Regions from separate parts of the Mus musculus genome. Here regions 1, 3, 4 and 5 are each linked to region 2. Evidence: chromatin contacts called from public HiChIP or PLAC-seq and promoter capture Hi-C data. All regions are on one chromosome and are shown on one strand. The core of a region is the stretch at or near the end of the contact, and the rest is flanking DNA. Distances in the headings are between cores, read along the strand shown.

Region 1 (2,874 bases), core at 212-2,711, 1.7 Mb before region 2:
TGGGGAGTTGTTCCTTCTCTGAATACACAGGGCTCTCTTAGGCAGTCCCCTGACAAGTTTCTGCTAAGAACACACACACACACACACACACACACACACACACACACACACACACACACACACACACACACATTTCCACCTAATTGAAGTTTATTTTTCTTGCTTGGTTCCTGAAGTATAGTATTGAGTGAAGGAAGGTACACATAGGTGTTGCAAGCTGGAGAACACTTAGAAATCCGTGCATGTCTGGAAAAGTTCAGGTCCCAGACCAGCGAAGTGATCCAGGCCCCACACCTTTAGAGACTGTCAGTTGAAATAGTTTAACATCTTTCCCTTCTAGTTCAAAGTAGTTCGCAGATAACTGAACCGAGAAAGGGAGATCTCACAGCTCAGCCAACATTTTCTAGCGCCAAGGCTGAAGGCCAAACTTTCAAATTAACTCAGAGCAATAAAGCCAAGGGTGGTGGTGATGGTGGGGGTATGGGGGCGGAGGGTGGGGGGAGAGAAATGTAGATTAAAAGAAAGAGAAAGAAATAAGAGGGTGGGTGGGTGCAGCGTGGGGAAGTTAATCACCCAGAACCTTTTAGGAAAAGAGGGACATTTTCTCTAGGAGAGCAGCGAGTGATCCGCCTAGATCCAGTTACTCAAATGCCTTTCGAAAACAAACAAGAGTAAAGAAAATACAAAGAGACCGGACTTGAGGCTTAACCTGGGAAGCTTCAAGTCTGCTTACTTGTGAAAGGTCAGGCCCTAACACCCCTCTGGTAAAGACCACAGGTGTACATGGGGTTCCGGCTCCTGGCTCAGGAGCCACCTGCACAGGTTAGTTTCTGGGCTGAGTCTATACCGGGGATATCCAAGTAGAAGAGTAAGTAGGGTAGAGGGATTGGGAAACAGGTCCCCCACCAGCAAGAACTGGGACGAGGTGGTAGGGGCAGAAGAGAGGGCTGGGTGAGAAGTGGACGGTTTTGGGATGCTGGGGCCAAGGGAAGCGAGGGTCGCACGGGAGAAGAGTGGGACTCGAGGAGGGACGGTGCTGGCAGCAGCGGGGAGGCCGAGGGAGGCCCGGGAGCGGGGAGAGCGGTGAGGCCGCGGGGACAAAGAGGACCGGGGAGGGAAGGGGTGGGACGGTGAGAGGCCGGGAGAGGAGCGCGCGGTGGCCGGGGCTGCACGGGGCGCGGGGCGGGGCGCGAGCCCGGAGGCGGTCGGCGGCGGAGCGCACCGGCGGGGCGGGCGGCGCGCCAGCTGCCCGCGGTGGGAGGGGCGGAGCGGCAGCGGCGCGGGGAGGGGACCGGCGGCGGCAGGAGGGGGAGCGGCAGGGGAGGGGCCGGGCCCCTTGTCTCCGCGGCTCCTCGGCTCAGTCCGCCCGGGGAGGAGGAGCGGGGCCAGCCGCCGCCGCTGCCGCCGCCGCCGTCCCAGCTTCGCCGCGCACCTGAGCTCGCCGGCCGTCCCGGGCCCACGCGCTGCGCCCCGCGCCCCGGGCGCCCGGCCCGCGCGCAGCCAGCTTCGGTGTCCCGGTGGGGCGCGTCCCTCGGGCCGCCTCCCGCTCTCCCGCGGCTCGCGTGGCCGCGCCTTTGTGTGCTGCAGCCGCAGCTCCCGGGCTCGTCGGCGGCCCCCGCGCGACGCCCCTACAGTCCCACGGCCCGTGCGCTGTCCCCGGGCGCCCCCGGCCGGGCGTCCTCGACGGTGGATCGTACGGCCGCGAGGAGGCGGGTAGCGGCCCCGGCGAGTTCCAGCCCCGGCCCCCAGCCCCCGGCCCCGGCATGGATGTGAGGTTCTACCCCGCGGCGGCCGGGGACCCAGCCGGCCTGGACTTCGCGCAGTGCCTGGGGTACTACGGCTACAGCAAGGTGACCGGGCCGGGGGCGGGGGCCACCTCTCCATCCCGGGCGCGTCCCTCGTCCCGCCTAGCCTGCTGCACTTTCTTTCTGATCTTTCCTTCCCACCCGCTGGCTTCTCGGTGCGCCTTAGTCTCCGACCAACTCTTTTCGTCTTCTCTTTACGTGCCCTTTCTACCCACCTTTTTGTCCCTCTGCTGGCGCTCCCTCTGCCCTCCTGGTCCCCTCCCCCGCTCCCCCTAAAAGCTGTGTGAAGCGCAGTCCCGGGACTGAGCCGAGACTGGCGTGTGATTCTTTGTTGATGTTATTAGTAAACTCGATTGCAACACCCCTACTATGTGTGCATGGGGGTGGGGGGACACGCTACGTAGGGGGTCCCCGATCTCGTGGGCCAGAGATTCCATACCTTCGCAGCCCATCTCACCTCACCCACCCAGTCAGGAGCTGGTCCCCGGGAGCTTGGAGAAGATGAACAAACTTTATAGAGTGTGGCTGGGTCTGGGGTCTGGATCTGGGAAGCCTGAAGTTGCAGGATCCCAGCAGGTGCCTCTTACTTCCCCTGCTCTAGGGCGCTTTGGTCTACTAGACCAAGATGCTCGCCTCTTCCGAGTTAAGGCAGTGGGCTTTCGTATTTTATTTTATTTTGCGGAGGAGGGCGGGTTAAGTTTTTTTTCTTTCATGGAGATCAGAGTTGCAGCTCCACATCATGCCTCAGGGTCACCCCATCTTCCTCACCTCTTGCCGCACAAACTTACAGGAGTAAGCGATTCAGGTGGTCATAGGTGGACCTTGGACGCAGTCAGTGGGCTTCCCGGATCCGGTTGTCTACCTTGCCTACTGCTCCCACCACAGAGCTTTGCGACATAACCCTGAGGGCGATATTCAGAGAAAGAGTCCTGCGCCTTTTGATTGTGTGTGTGTGTGTTGTGTGTGTGTGTGTGTGTGTGTGTGTGTTTCCCCTTCCCCCTGCTCCTCCCTCCTCTCCGACTTTTCTTTCAAATCCTAGTTTGTTTATGATTGCTTGGATAACGGAGGA
Region 2 (2,762 bases), core at 59-2,558:
AAATTTTGCAGCAGAACATTAGAGAATGTTCTGGGTACTGTCAACATTCAAATTACATGAACTTCACTAAGAATTTCCAGCAAATCACTTTCCTTCAATACTGTTCTAGTGCAAATCCACCCACTACCCAGCGGGGAGCAGCAGGCTAAATTCTTGGGGCCATTCAACCTACTTGAGGTATGAGGGGGTGTGCAAGAGACTGATGTTTGAATGCACGCCCTCTTGATGCCTGCATTCTTCTCTGGAGCCAATGATTACAAAAATGAGCAATCTTATTAGGAATCCCTGATTAGCCCCAACACAGACACACACAGACACACACACACACACACACACACACACCACAGCAAGGTATGAATGAATGCTCCTCTAAGGAGACAACTTTCCAGGGAAAATCAAAAAGAGGAAGGTGGCGGGGATAGTGGGGGTTGGGAGATTGCAAGGCTTGGTGGCTAGAGGATGACAAACCCCTAAAACATGCAAATGCCAAGGGGTGGAATAGAAAAAGATGCCAAGGACATGAATAACCTGGCAGCTGACCCAGATGAACTCAGTTCCAGACCATGATCATTCGCGACTTGGCGGTCTCCTCCAAGGCTGACCATAATAATAAAAGGAAAAACAAGGTACCTGTCTCAACAGGATGCACCTTCCAACTACACAACTGTGCAAAACCATCCTCTCTCCTCCCCCCTCCCTCCAGACCAGAGAAACTGAAAGAAAAAGCAGAACACGCCATTAGCGAGGCCAGACTGCTCTTCCGGGAGCGGAGCCACCAACACCCCACAAAACAGCACAGACGTGAGGTACCATAACCCGAGATTCTCCCTGCCTCCTGCAGCCGTTGGGAGCCAGGCAGGGTCCCGGCCTCAGTTTCCCCATCTGTCCACGACGGCGGGCCAGAGAGAAAGACGGAGTCCTGCACTGCTCCTACCCAAGCCCTGTGGTGCAGGAGTCCCGCGAGTCGGGAGCCCTCGGGCAGGCTGGAGGTGACAACCGCGGTTGACGTCAGAAGCTCGTCGGCCCGGGGCAGCTAACGGGCGGGCGCTGAGGCCCGACGGTCGCCTCCGCGCTTCAGGGCGCCTGAGGCAGAGCAGGAACACTGGGGACCTAGCGTCAGCCGCGCGGCCGCGCACACTCACCCGCCTCGGCCGCCGCTCAGCGCCGCAGCCCCGGGCTTCAGAACCAGCGTCCCGGGCCGGCCGGGCGCCCCACACCCACCACCCCAGTATTTACCTCAGGCGCGCGGGCCCCCGCGCAGCCGAACCTGCTACCTGGGCCCGCCCCCACCTGCCCCGCCTCCGAACTGCCCGCGGGGAGGGAGGAGCGGAGGCGGAGAGGGTAGATGCCGCGCTAGCCAATCGTATTCAGAGATCCGACCCTGCGTGCGCTCTGATTGGGTTTTCTTGTAACAGACCTTCCTCCAATGGCTGCTGGCAGGGTGCTGGCTGAAGGGACTTTCCGCTCGGTCAAGCTCGGTGGAGGCAAAGGGAAAGCGAAGGGGCGGGGCAGAGGAGAAAGGGTGGGGGCGAGGAGCGATGGCTGATTGGGCGAAAGGCCGCCAGTGTCATGTCACCATTGGCTGAAACCACGCCTGGGCGGGGCGCTGTGCTCTTAGCTCCACCCTCCTTGCGCGGGTCTTGTCTCTTGGCTTAGCTGTCAAAACTAGGGTGGGAAGCGATCCAGAGAAGAACTGAGAATAATTTTCAGAATTCCATTGAAAGAACAAAGCTTAGAATTACACCTAGAGTCAATGTTTTCTTTCTCAGTTTGTCAACATGTAACACGGGGAACTCCCAACCATCCTAAGCCTCAATTTCCTCGTCTGTAGAACGGAGGTGTTAGTACCACCTGTTTTACCGGATTATTGTGAAATGCTATATAGTATCTCCTAACAGTAGACTCTGTACAAACTGAAGCTCTTTCTGTCCTCAGATGGCGTCTGGGACACCTGCTGTTTTTTTAAACTTCTGTGGCCATCCTCTCCAAGGGTGGAGAGAGTCTCCTAAGGATAAAGAAAGGCTTTCCACCCTCTACCTTACCCGGGACTGCATCCCTGGCCACCAGCCAGAATTAAGGGTATAATGAAGGATCTTTCAATTAGACGGAAGGATTCTGACTCCCAAAAGTGTTCAAAATATTTAAAGAAACTCTTTTTATAATCAGCCCCAGAGCCTGGCAGCACATGACTTGCTTCACTGGATAGTTCTCTTAATTAATTCCTTCTCCTTTGACATTTTAACTACTAATTATGGGAGAAGGTGATTAATACTGAGAAGGAGGGGTGTGTGTGTGTGTGTGTGTGTGTGTGTGTGTGTGTGTGTGTGTGTGTGTGTTTAATCATGACACAAATTTCCCCAGTGAAGACTACCATGTTTCTGAAAATCCAAACAATGAAAACCACTAACACAGAAGCAGACAGACACATGGGTGATTGCTAACAGTATTAACTCACAACTCCTCTCCCTGCTGAAATCAACCATGATGAAATTGGTATCTTCTGAAAACTGAAGCCTCAACTCTTTCCTGTCTTTCACTGGTATACATATATCCTGTTCCCAATTTCCCAAGCTCTAGCCACATGATATAAATCAATAGTGACACACAGTGGCCTTAGACAACAACATTCCCCTATAGATCTGGATTCTCCCATGACACTGGCATGATTCAGAGATCCAATCTGGCTGTGTGGGAGAACATTTTGCTTGGCCCCATCCAACAAGGAAGAGGACAGAGTTGAGGAAGTAGACTTGGGAATCTTT
Region 3 (2,700 bases), core at 12-2,511, 1.1 Mb before region 2:
CCTCGGAGTCCCCAACTGCAATATGCCAGTGTCATTACATCACACAGTCTCAGGTTGGAGACTGTCCTGGAATCCTATCCCCTGCTGCACTTCTGTATCAAGTCCCCCGTGTGTTCATGGCGTTCCTCAACTGAGCCAGGCACTGGGAATGCTCAAGACCCAAAAGCTATCAGTTGCAAGTGAGATCGCTGTCCGTCCTGCTTTGCCTCACAATTTAGGGAATAAAACAAAACAAAACAAAACAAAGCAAAACAAAACCAAACCAAACCATTGGTTATGAGAAATCATACTTTACCTATACAATGAATGGCTTCTAGTTCCTAAATCTAATGTAGATCCTGGCAAATAATTACCATAACAATTAGAAGAAAAATAGTGCTACATTTAATGATCATGTACTAATCAAAAGCAACATATTGAACAATTCATCTGTGATACTTAATCCTTGTAAAGATTCTCAGTAAATGCTTGTATTCCACCACCCCCCCCAATATACAAAATAAGAAAGATGAACTTAAAAGAGGCTAAGTAACTTGCCTCGGGTCTCATAATTAGTAGCAGTAAAGACAGAATTTGTAATTAAGAACCATCTAACTGTAGACCCTCAGCTTAGCGGAGAGTATAATTAGTGCATCAGTAAATAGCAAAAGAGAAGAATGGGAAGACAGGAAGAAGGAAGGGGCAAAGAGAAGAGAGGAAGTTAAGAAGGACAGCCCTTCAAGTCTCAACTTGCGGTTACATCTTCCTTAGAAACTAAGTCTTAAACTTGACCACACACTGGACTCATTTGACTAACCTACAAACCTGCACTGATGCCTGGGTCCCTCCCCCACAGCGCCAGTTTAATTGTTCTGCTCAAAGGCTGGCATCGTGGGTGTAAAAGCTCTTGGAGAATTCCAGCATGCAGCCCAGGTTAAACCCCGACCTTAGCAGGAGCACTCCCTTGCCCTCCAAGGTGGCCAAGAACAGTTTTCATTAATACACATGAGCATTTCCTGTGGCCTCCAGCAGCTCCTGCTGCAGGTGTGTGCTGGACTCTGCACAGGGTAAGAGCATCTGCGGAGACCAAGTGGTCCAGCCACAACCGAGAGGTGAGCAGCGTTCAGGAAGTGGATTTTATTACAGTCCAAATGACAAAACCTTCTGTGCCAGCGAGCACACGGACAGTGATCCCACTGGAGCACGGGAACCAGTGCAGTCCCTCTGCTGAGTGTCCTCCTCACTCTAGTGACAGGATGCCTTGAGTCTGGGATTCCCTGGTGATGATTTTCCCAGCTTGTCCCAACCTGAACTCTGATCTGATTGAAGGCCTTGTTCAGCTGTGCTGAGCTCCTTTTTGTGGGCAGGGTCTGGGAGAGCCTTATTGAGTTGAGTAAATCTTAGCTAGAACTTGGCTCCAGGAGGGACCAAAAGACACCCACCTCTTGGTTTGATGTCCAAACCACCTTGGGAGTTACTGAGATGATATGAGCTGCCAAAGGATATAGTATTTTTTTTCTTTTACTCAGGAAGGAAAGGAGCCTTTTAATGTGAGGCTGGAATATTCCATAGGTTCATTGCCAAGCCTGGAGCTGGAGGCTGGCAGGGCTGCACAATTGCCCAGCTTCACACTCCACAGAGAACCAGGCAAGCGTCTGTTCTCTGTCCCCTGGCTGCCACAAAACTCATCAGCACGTGGGAGAGCTGCCCTCTGCAGAAAGAAACAAAAAATAATCAAACAAAACAGCCATTTGCCATGCTTGGCCCAGCCATCAACTCAAAATGTTCTTGAAGCTTGTAATAACAGCTGTTGTTTACTGCCTAGTTCTTGTGTCCCAGATCATGTGCTAAGTACTTGACGTTATTAACTCATATAATCCTCACTTACTCTCCAGTCAGTAGATAGTAGTATGCCCATTTTATTAAATAAAAAAAGTAATCAAGGCACAAAAAGGTAAAATAAATTTCGCCAGGTAAGAGAATTTGCGAATAGCTTCAGTAGGTCTGGTGTGAGCCCAGGTTGATTCTAAGACTCATTATGTGTTAAAAAAGACTTTGCTACATTGTCTTAATCAGGATAGACAATGTTTAAGATCTCTTTGAATGTCTGGAGCCTTCCACTTAGGTACCCAGCAGGTGCACAATAGTTTGCTGAATGAATGAATGAATAAATGAATGAATGAAAAAAAGCTATTCTATTATTCTAAAGTTGGCTCTTCATTGGTCAAATAGAGGTCATAAGGCCAAGGAAAACAACTCTGGGTGCCACAAAATTTTGAAAATCACACAAACAAAACTTCTTATATTAATCACGGCACTCAGAAAATTATGTCCAAAGGACAAGATTTCCTGATACAGCTGTTTAATTTTTTTCTAATCATTCACTTTCATTGGCCAACCACCCCCACACCCATGCAAATAACAATTTGTAGACATTTGATAACAACAGTCTAGAAAGTATTCCATTCGATAGAGAGGTGAAGGGAAATATATTTAAACATCCTTTCTACCCTTGAAATTTTGTGTTCAGGCAGACTAGAATTTGAAAATGAAGAAGCAACCTTAGACTGTCTTTGTGATGGCATGTCTTAGGGACTAGGAAACTCAGACACGTAGAACTTCCTAAAGTTGCAGAAAGTCAAATAGAAGATCCTTGTGCCATAGCCATAGCCATAGCCATAGCCATAGCCATAGCCATAGCCATAGCCATAGCCATAGCCA
Region 4 (2,700 bases), core at 141-2,640, 1.1 Mb before region 2:
AAGGAAAATGATCCATGATCTTCCCATGTAAAGATCCCTGGGTGGAGGTGGGGGACAATGTCTTTCTGCTTCGTGCAAGGTCTACAGCCCCATTCCTCCCCCACACCTAATAAAGAATGTCAGACTTCTGGTCTGTTAGTCACAAAGTAAATGCTCACATGGGCTCCTGTCATTGCGAGTGTTGAGTCCCTAGGAAAACAAATGAGGGACTTGACCTCTTTGGGGTTGTTTTTGTTGTCCTCAATGTTCACTGGGGAAGGAACAAACAAGTAATACTGTAGCCTCCCCCAGCCCTGAGTAGGCTGGCTCAGACCTGGATGCCACTGAGAATGAGACCACCTGGGGTGGAGCCTTCCCACCTAGATGGTTCTATTGTTTGGTCACGTAGCTGTTCTTTTCTGAGACACTGTTACCTGCTGAGAGATTCAGAGAGATTCTGCAGACAGCAAGCAACCTAGTGATTGACACCTTCTTGCCAAACCAGTGCTGTCAGACAGCCGCTTACAGGCTGGCAACAGGCATCAAGAGTGGATCTGTGGGAGATGGGCTTTCTGCCTATATAAGCACAGATTTTTAGTAAACTCTGGGCCATGATCAGAAAATTTGTCTTGGTCTCTTTACTTCTCTCGCCGTTCTCTCCTTTACAGCTCCAGCCTCCCACTCAGGAATCCAGTTAGTGTGGCTGCAGTCGACTATATAATCGGTTTTCAGAGTACCTTTCATTTAAACTTGTCTGTTTAGTTTGATGTTTCTCCCATCTTGTTTCTACACCCCAACACACACAGTCTCTCCCTCTCTGATGGGCAGAGGCATTGCCTAAATGACACGAGCACTTTCTACTTTAAAGAATACAAATAGAAGCGACTCAAAGTCAACATTGGGGTGTCATCTGGCTCTACACACATTCTCTCCTGTAATGCTCAGAGCTGAGGTCCAGCAGGAAGATCTGCCTTGTCCAAGCTCATATTGCTAGTGAATGTCTCGCTCCATATTTTTAGATGAGCCACTAGTTACTTGATTGATGTGAATTCTTTGAATCAAAAAGCACATCAAATGGACTGAAGGGACAAGCCTGGCCAGTTTTTGTCCCATATAGCCTAAAGACTTCTTCTATGTAAGATTCTGCAAACATACCAACAAGCAATCTCACTACCATCTCATTCAGCTATAAAACTCCTCTGAATTTTACTGCATGGATTCTAAGCCACAGGCTGCTTTAGTCACTGTTAGCCTCTGGTGCCAGCCCTGTCTGTCACACCTCCCTCTGCATGCCCTTGCAAGAGACCCTTGGTTGGCTCCTAGAAGAAGGAGCATTTGAACAGGCCTTCTTGTTCCCTTTCAGATGCATGAGCTATTAAGTACTTTTCATTGTAAAGAAATGGGAACTCCCATGTGTCCATTGTCCTTGTGTGGTGGTATTCTTTTGTCAGAGAGCACTGGAGCCTATTGTTCAGACTCCTCTTTTGTTCACATTGAATTCTTCATGATGCTGCATATTTATTATATACCATCCAGATTTTGAGACCTGTTTACTGGGATTTGGGGCAGTTGTAGAGAACAGTGGTTCCACAACGACATACTCAAACAAGGCAGCTTCAAATGAGCCTTGTATGTCTGAGTGGGATTTTCTAGTGCAGATGCTAAGGGCAGGGAAGAGTGTTCACTGCAAGGATATTAATCTTCTCTCCCAGGGAAAAGCAGCAATGAGATGGATCACTGGGTGTTTACCTAGCACAGAGCAAGTAGTCCACACTCATCTGTCTTCTATTCAGCCTCCTTTCAGAGAGACATTATGAGCTAGCCCCGCTCTTGTGATGGCAAATATCACCCGTGACAGCTTTGCAAGTGGCCTTAAGAGCTTGTCAGGAAACTAATCAATGTAGCTCTTCACAAAGGAATCTACTTGATCAATAGCACCAAGAAACCCCAGACCTAACAAACAGATCACATAAGAGCTGTCATGATCAATAGAAGTCTCAGGGAAAATAAATTCTTAGGGCTATTTCAATGAATATATCATAAGTGCTTTGTGCTGATAGCCTTTTCTCTGAGAATTTCCCAAACCCACCAAAGTAATAATGGGAGAGAGTGCACATAGGCAGCCACAGGTTTTCTCACACAAAGACTTGACACAGGACACACATGCAGGGTTCACAGAGAAGAAATAATTCTGATTTTGAAGGAGATTTATTCAAATATATCCTATATTTCCTCACCAACTAGATTGTGAATGTGTTCTTAGATGAGGTTTGTTTTGGTATATCAGAACCAAGGGCATGGCTCCGGCATGAGAAAACCAGTGAATACATTTTGAGCTCATCACCACTCCTCATGTTTCTCGAGGGATACATGTTATTAAGTGGAGATCAAACATTCAAACATCTGACTCCCCCCTCAGAGTTCTTCGAAACACTCTACATTTAAATGTAGTAAACTTTCCTTGAAAACAGTTTGAAATGCAGAGATAAGGAGACCTTGAAATCACTACAGATTCAAGTTTCCTCCTAGAAGAAACAGTAACACATTGAGGTACTTACTGTTCATCTTTTCTGGACTCTGAAGTGTATGTCAGTTATCTTGTTTCTTAACAAATTGCTCCACCATGTAATGACTTAAGACAATTATTACTTTACTTATAATTGAGTGTAGGAATCATCAGTTGGGCAGGGATCAGAGGTGGGCTGGTTTTCTTTTCTGCAT
Region 5 (2,842 bases), core at 248-2,747, 1.1 Mb before region 2:
ATAAATGGCAGATTCAGAATTTAAGTCATGTTTTCTCCCACTGATACATTTATCTGTCAGCAGCTGGCAGATGCCAACCTTCCACAGATGTTGAGGGCAGGCCTCCAGTAGGCAAGGCAGCCCTGACACGCATCCCACACTGAGCACCCGATTTCTAAAGGCCTGAATCCTGGAGTGGGGGCTTCAGGGTGGAACTGAAGCAGTTTCTAGAGCAAGCTTTGAAAGGCCCATGGTCACAGCTCAGAGAGCACATGTCCAACCTCTCACCTTCAAAGGAGGGACGCTTGAGACCCAAGCTCCACACAGTGTGACCCTGATCCAGAAAACGTGAGAGACAACTGTTTCTCTGTAAGCTGGTCCCATCCCTCCCCATCCCACCTCCAGCCCGAGGCCATTTGTCAGAAGCCAGCTGTTGTGAGTGAGAAGAAAGGTGTCAGCTCTATGTACTGCTAACTTCTAGGAGGCAGCATGTCTCTTCCAGAGAAACTGCTTTTCTGACAGCGGTACTGTCTTTCCAGTCCCCAGGTAGAGAGAAGAGATTCCTTAGTGAGAAGAGAACCGTTCTGCTCCAGGTTCACAGGGGAAGCTGACCTGCTTCTCACAGACCGTTTGCTGTGGTACTCGCCATGGAGGGCATGGAAAATGGCATGGAGCCAGCCCGAAGCATCATCTGTAAGTCATGAGTTGTCTCCTTCCTTGGAAACGGGAGAACGGGAGCGTTGACCTCCTCTGGCTAGTGCTGATCTAAAGCTCCTTAGCATAATGGCATATGCGCTTCTAGAAGAAAGTTCCTAGCGGTGTTTTATTAATAATAAAGCAGAGATTGTAGGCACTGAGGATCTAAACAGATTTTTAAAAAGCAGCAAATGCATGTGTGTGATTGCATTTGCCTGTAGGGAGGGAACAAACCCTCAGACTTAACAGCAACTTAACAGCCATTGTCAATGGCTCAGCATACTTTCTCTTCCTAGGAAGAAAAAAAAAAAAAAAACCTTAAACACATCTACCAAGGATGATTGGAAGGTCAAGGTTAACCACGAGGAAACACAACATAGCAACTTTATCACATTGTGTATCGTTATACTACTGATCAAAAATGAAGTTTCTGAAGGCTCAGGATAGCAAGAAAGATAATCTTTTTTAGGAAGAAGAAAAAAAAAGTCATCTTTCCCAGACTCTAGTCGTCAATCCACAGGAGGCTTACATTTTAAGATACACCTGACAGGAGAGCCTGCTTGTGTTCCTTCTGTGATTAATTGGCAAACATTACATTTGTTCATTTCCTTAATGAGCATGTTTTGAACACTTACTGTGAGCCAGGCAACGTCTGGCAGCTGGGGGGTGGGGGAAGCAAAGCCACTAAGCCCAAGGCAAGCAACACGGAAGGGCTTAGCATCCTAAGCGTAGGTGTGTTCATTGAGATTCAAGTCTGAAGCTTGCCAAGAGAAAGGAGCATGCGCGCTGCCTTCAAATATGGCGTCCAGATGATCGGGAGGGGAAAGGAAATCATTAGGGGCGAGGGAGGAGGAGCGGCTTGCGGAAGAGCACTTGATTAGAATATTCCACTCACAGAAGATTATGAGAAGAATTTTCAGGAGGCTTGGTGGTGAAGCTGGCTAAGTCCCTGGAACTGAAAGAAAGCGCGTACACACCCACCACTAACACAAATTTGTACTCAGCAGGATGTAAGGCTTGTCGAGTCAAAGGTCAACAAGAAGTGCAGAGCACCAGGACTTGAAAGTATCTCATCACTGATTCGGTTTCCAAATTCAGGGTTTGTCACACTCTGTGAGTTTTAAGGAGGGGTGGAAGCCCTCACCTAGTGAGGTGAGAGGGCACTTGAGACAGACAGACAGACAGACAGACTGGTCAGTTCAGGCTGAGCTGTGCTCTAACAAGTGAGCCAAGTTCTTTCCGGCTTACTGAACAGCAAAAATGTTTTTTTTTTCCTGCTCATATGACATAGCTGTCCTGGAACGGCTTTGTTTTTGCTCTACAGCTTCTTCATTTTGGAATCTGCCGAACAAGAGGCTCTTGTCTGGAACATGCTGGGTCCTTTGGCAAGAAAAGGAAATACTGGTGGACCATAGCTTTCAAAGCTCTTGCTTGGCAATGTCACCCACTGTTTCTGCCTACGCTTGTTGGTCAAAACCAAGACAGGCATTCAGATTTGTATCAGTGCACTATGAAAGCATTTTTTTTCCTCCAAGAAATAGAAAAAATATTTTAATTAATGATGTCACATTTATCTTGGGGTTCAGCAGTCCCCTACCCCCAGCTTCACTCAGTGCAGCCCCATAAGAGACTGTTTTACCTGTTGGAACTTGGCACCACTCTTGGTTTGGTGCAGTTGTGGCAAAGGTTATCAATTATTCGCTGAAGTCTGTTCTGCACCTATATCTACATATGGCCCTGGGTGTAACCCCTACCAACTGTTTTCATCACTTTCTGGCCATGACTTTGAAGTAGCATGCATGAGCTTTCTCCACTGTACACAGCAAAGTGTGGAGAGTATAAGAATCCAGACAATGACCGTTCAGACTGGAGCGAGCCATTTAGGTCTGGTCTAGTTAACCTGTAAACAATAATGACTCCATAAAGTCCGTGATGGGATCTCAGTTATTGGCTCCTTGCTGATGGCATTGCAAATTATTATAAAAGTGTATCCCAGAGTGCTTGCTATAGCAACAGTAACAATAATCATATTCATAATTTTTAGTTCTTAACACTGTACTGGGACAGGGGCTGACAAGATGGCTCAGTGGGTAGAGGGTCTTGCTGCCAAGCTTTTCAACCTGAGGTTGAGTGCCAGGACCTATGCTAGTGGGAGAAGAGAACTGAC

Evidence for each region. Promoter capture Hi-C pulls out the DNA fragments that hold promoters and counts their contacts. HiChIP or PLAC-seq counts read pairs in DNA pulled down with a chosen protein or histone mark.
Region 1: a promoter capture Hi-C map of embryonic stem cells shows a contact between it and region 2, with 5 times the contacts expected there. The contact joins the promoter of Tox3 here to the promoter of Cyld in region 2. A contact is called at or near these places in 1 of 39 promoter capture datasets (embryonic stem cells) and 2 of 115 datasets of contacts at active chromatin or transcription factors (astrocytes and embryonic limb bud).
Region 3: a contact with region 2 is called in an H3K4me3 HiChIP or PLAC-seq map of embryonic limb bud, with 5 times the contacts expected there. The contact joins the enhancer-like site here to the promoter of Cyld in region 2. A contact is called at or near these places in 5 of 39 promoter capture datasets (cranial neural crest, embryonic stem cells, liver and 1 more) and 3 of 115 datasets of contacts at active chromatin or transcription factors (astrocytes, embryonic limb bud and embryonic stem cells).
Region 4: a contact with region 2 is called in an H3K27ac HiChIP or PLAC-seq map of embryonic stem cells, with 6 times the contacts expected there. The contact joins the enhancer-like site here to the promoter of Cyld in region 2. A contact is called at or near these places in 4 of 39 promoter capture datasets (cranial neural crest, embryonic stem cells, liver and 1 more), 1 of 484 Hi-C or Micro-C datasets (embryonic stem cells), 2 of 115 datasets of contacts at active chromatin or transcription factors (both in embryonic stem cells) and 1 of 9 other capture datasets (pancreatic islet).
Region 5: a promoter capture Hi-C map of hippocampal neurons shows a contact between it and region 2, with 7 times the contacts expected there. The contact joins the enhancer-like site here to the promoter of Cyld in region 2. A contact is called at or near these places in 9 of 39 promoter capture datasets (the 3T3-L1 cell line, cranial neural crest, embryonic stem cells and 5 more), 2 of 484 Hi-C or Micro-C datasets (both in cortical neurons), 5 of 115 datasets of contacts at active chromatin or transcription factors (astrocytes, embryonic forebrain, embryonic hindbrain and 2 more) and 1 of 9 other capture datasets (pancreatic islet).

The regions. Positions count from the first base shown.
Region 1 is chr8:90,346,839-90,349,712 of GRCm38.p6, reverse strand. It overlaps Tox3 (TOX high mobility group box family member 3), which reads left to right and starts at 1,461. Exons shown (of 7, transcript NM_172913.3): 1 at 1,461-1,850. The coding sequence starts at 1,764.
Region 2 is chr8:88,695,574-88,698,335 of GRCm38.p6, reverse strand. Cyld (CYLD lysine 63 deubiquitinase) reads right to left here and starts at 1,308. Exons shown (of 17, transcript NM_173369.3): 1 at 1,237-1,308.
Region 3 is chr8:89,755,127-89,757,826 of GRCm38.p6, reverse strand. No RefSeq gene overlaps it. Among named protein-coding and RNA genes, the nearest start is that of Gm24212, 89 kb to the right of the region's middle. Within about 2 kb of position 1,261, at least 3 of the 459 cell types and tissues checked have an H3K27ac peak or open chromatin away from gene starts, as enhancers often do. A contact at or near this core is called in embryonic limb bud, where this site is marked.
Region 4 is chr8:89,822,456-89,825,155 of GRCm38.p6, reverse strand. No RefSeq gene overlaps it. Among named protein-coding and RNA genes, the nearest start is that of Gm24212, 160 kb to the right of the region's middle. Within about 2 kb of position 1,390, at least 14 of the 459 cell types and tissues checked have an H3K27ac peak or open chromatin away from gene starts, as enhancers often do. A contact at or near this core is called in embryonic stem cells, where this site is marked.
Region 5 is chr8:89,786,301-89,789,142 of GRCm38.p6, reverse strand. No RefSeq gene overlaps it. Among named protein-coding and RNA genes, the nearest start is that of Gm24212, 120 kb to the right of the region's middle. Within about 2 kb of position 1,497, at least 19 of the 459 cell types and tissues checked have an H3K27ac peak or open chromatin away from gene starts, as enhancers often do. A contact at or near this core is called in hippocampal neurons and pancreatic islet, where this site is marked.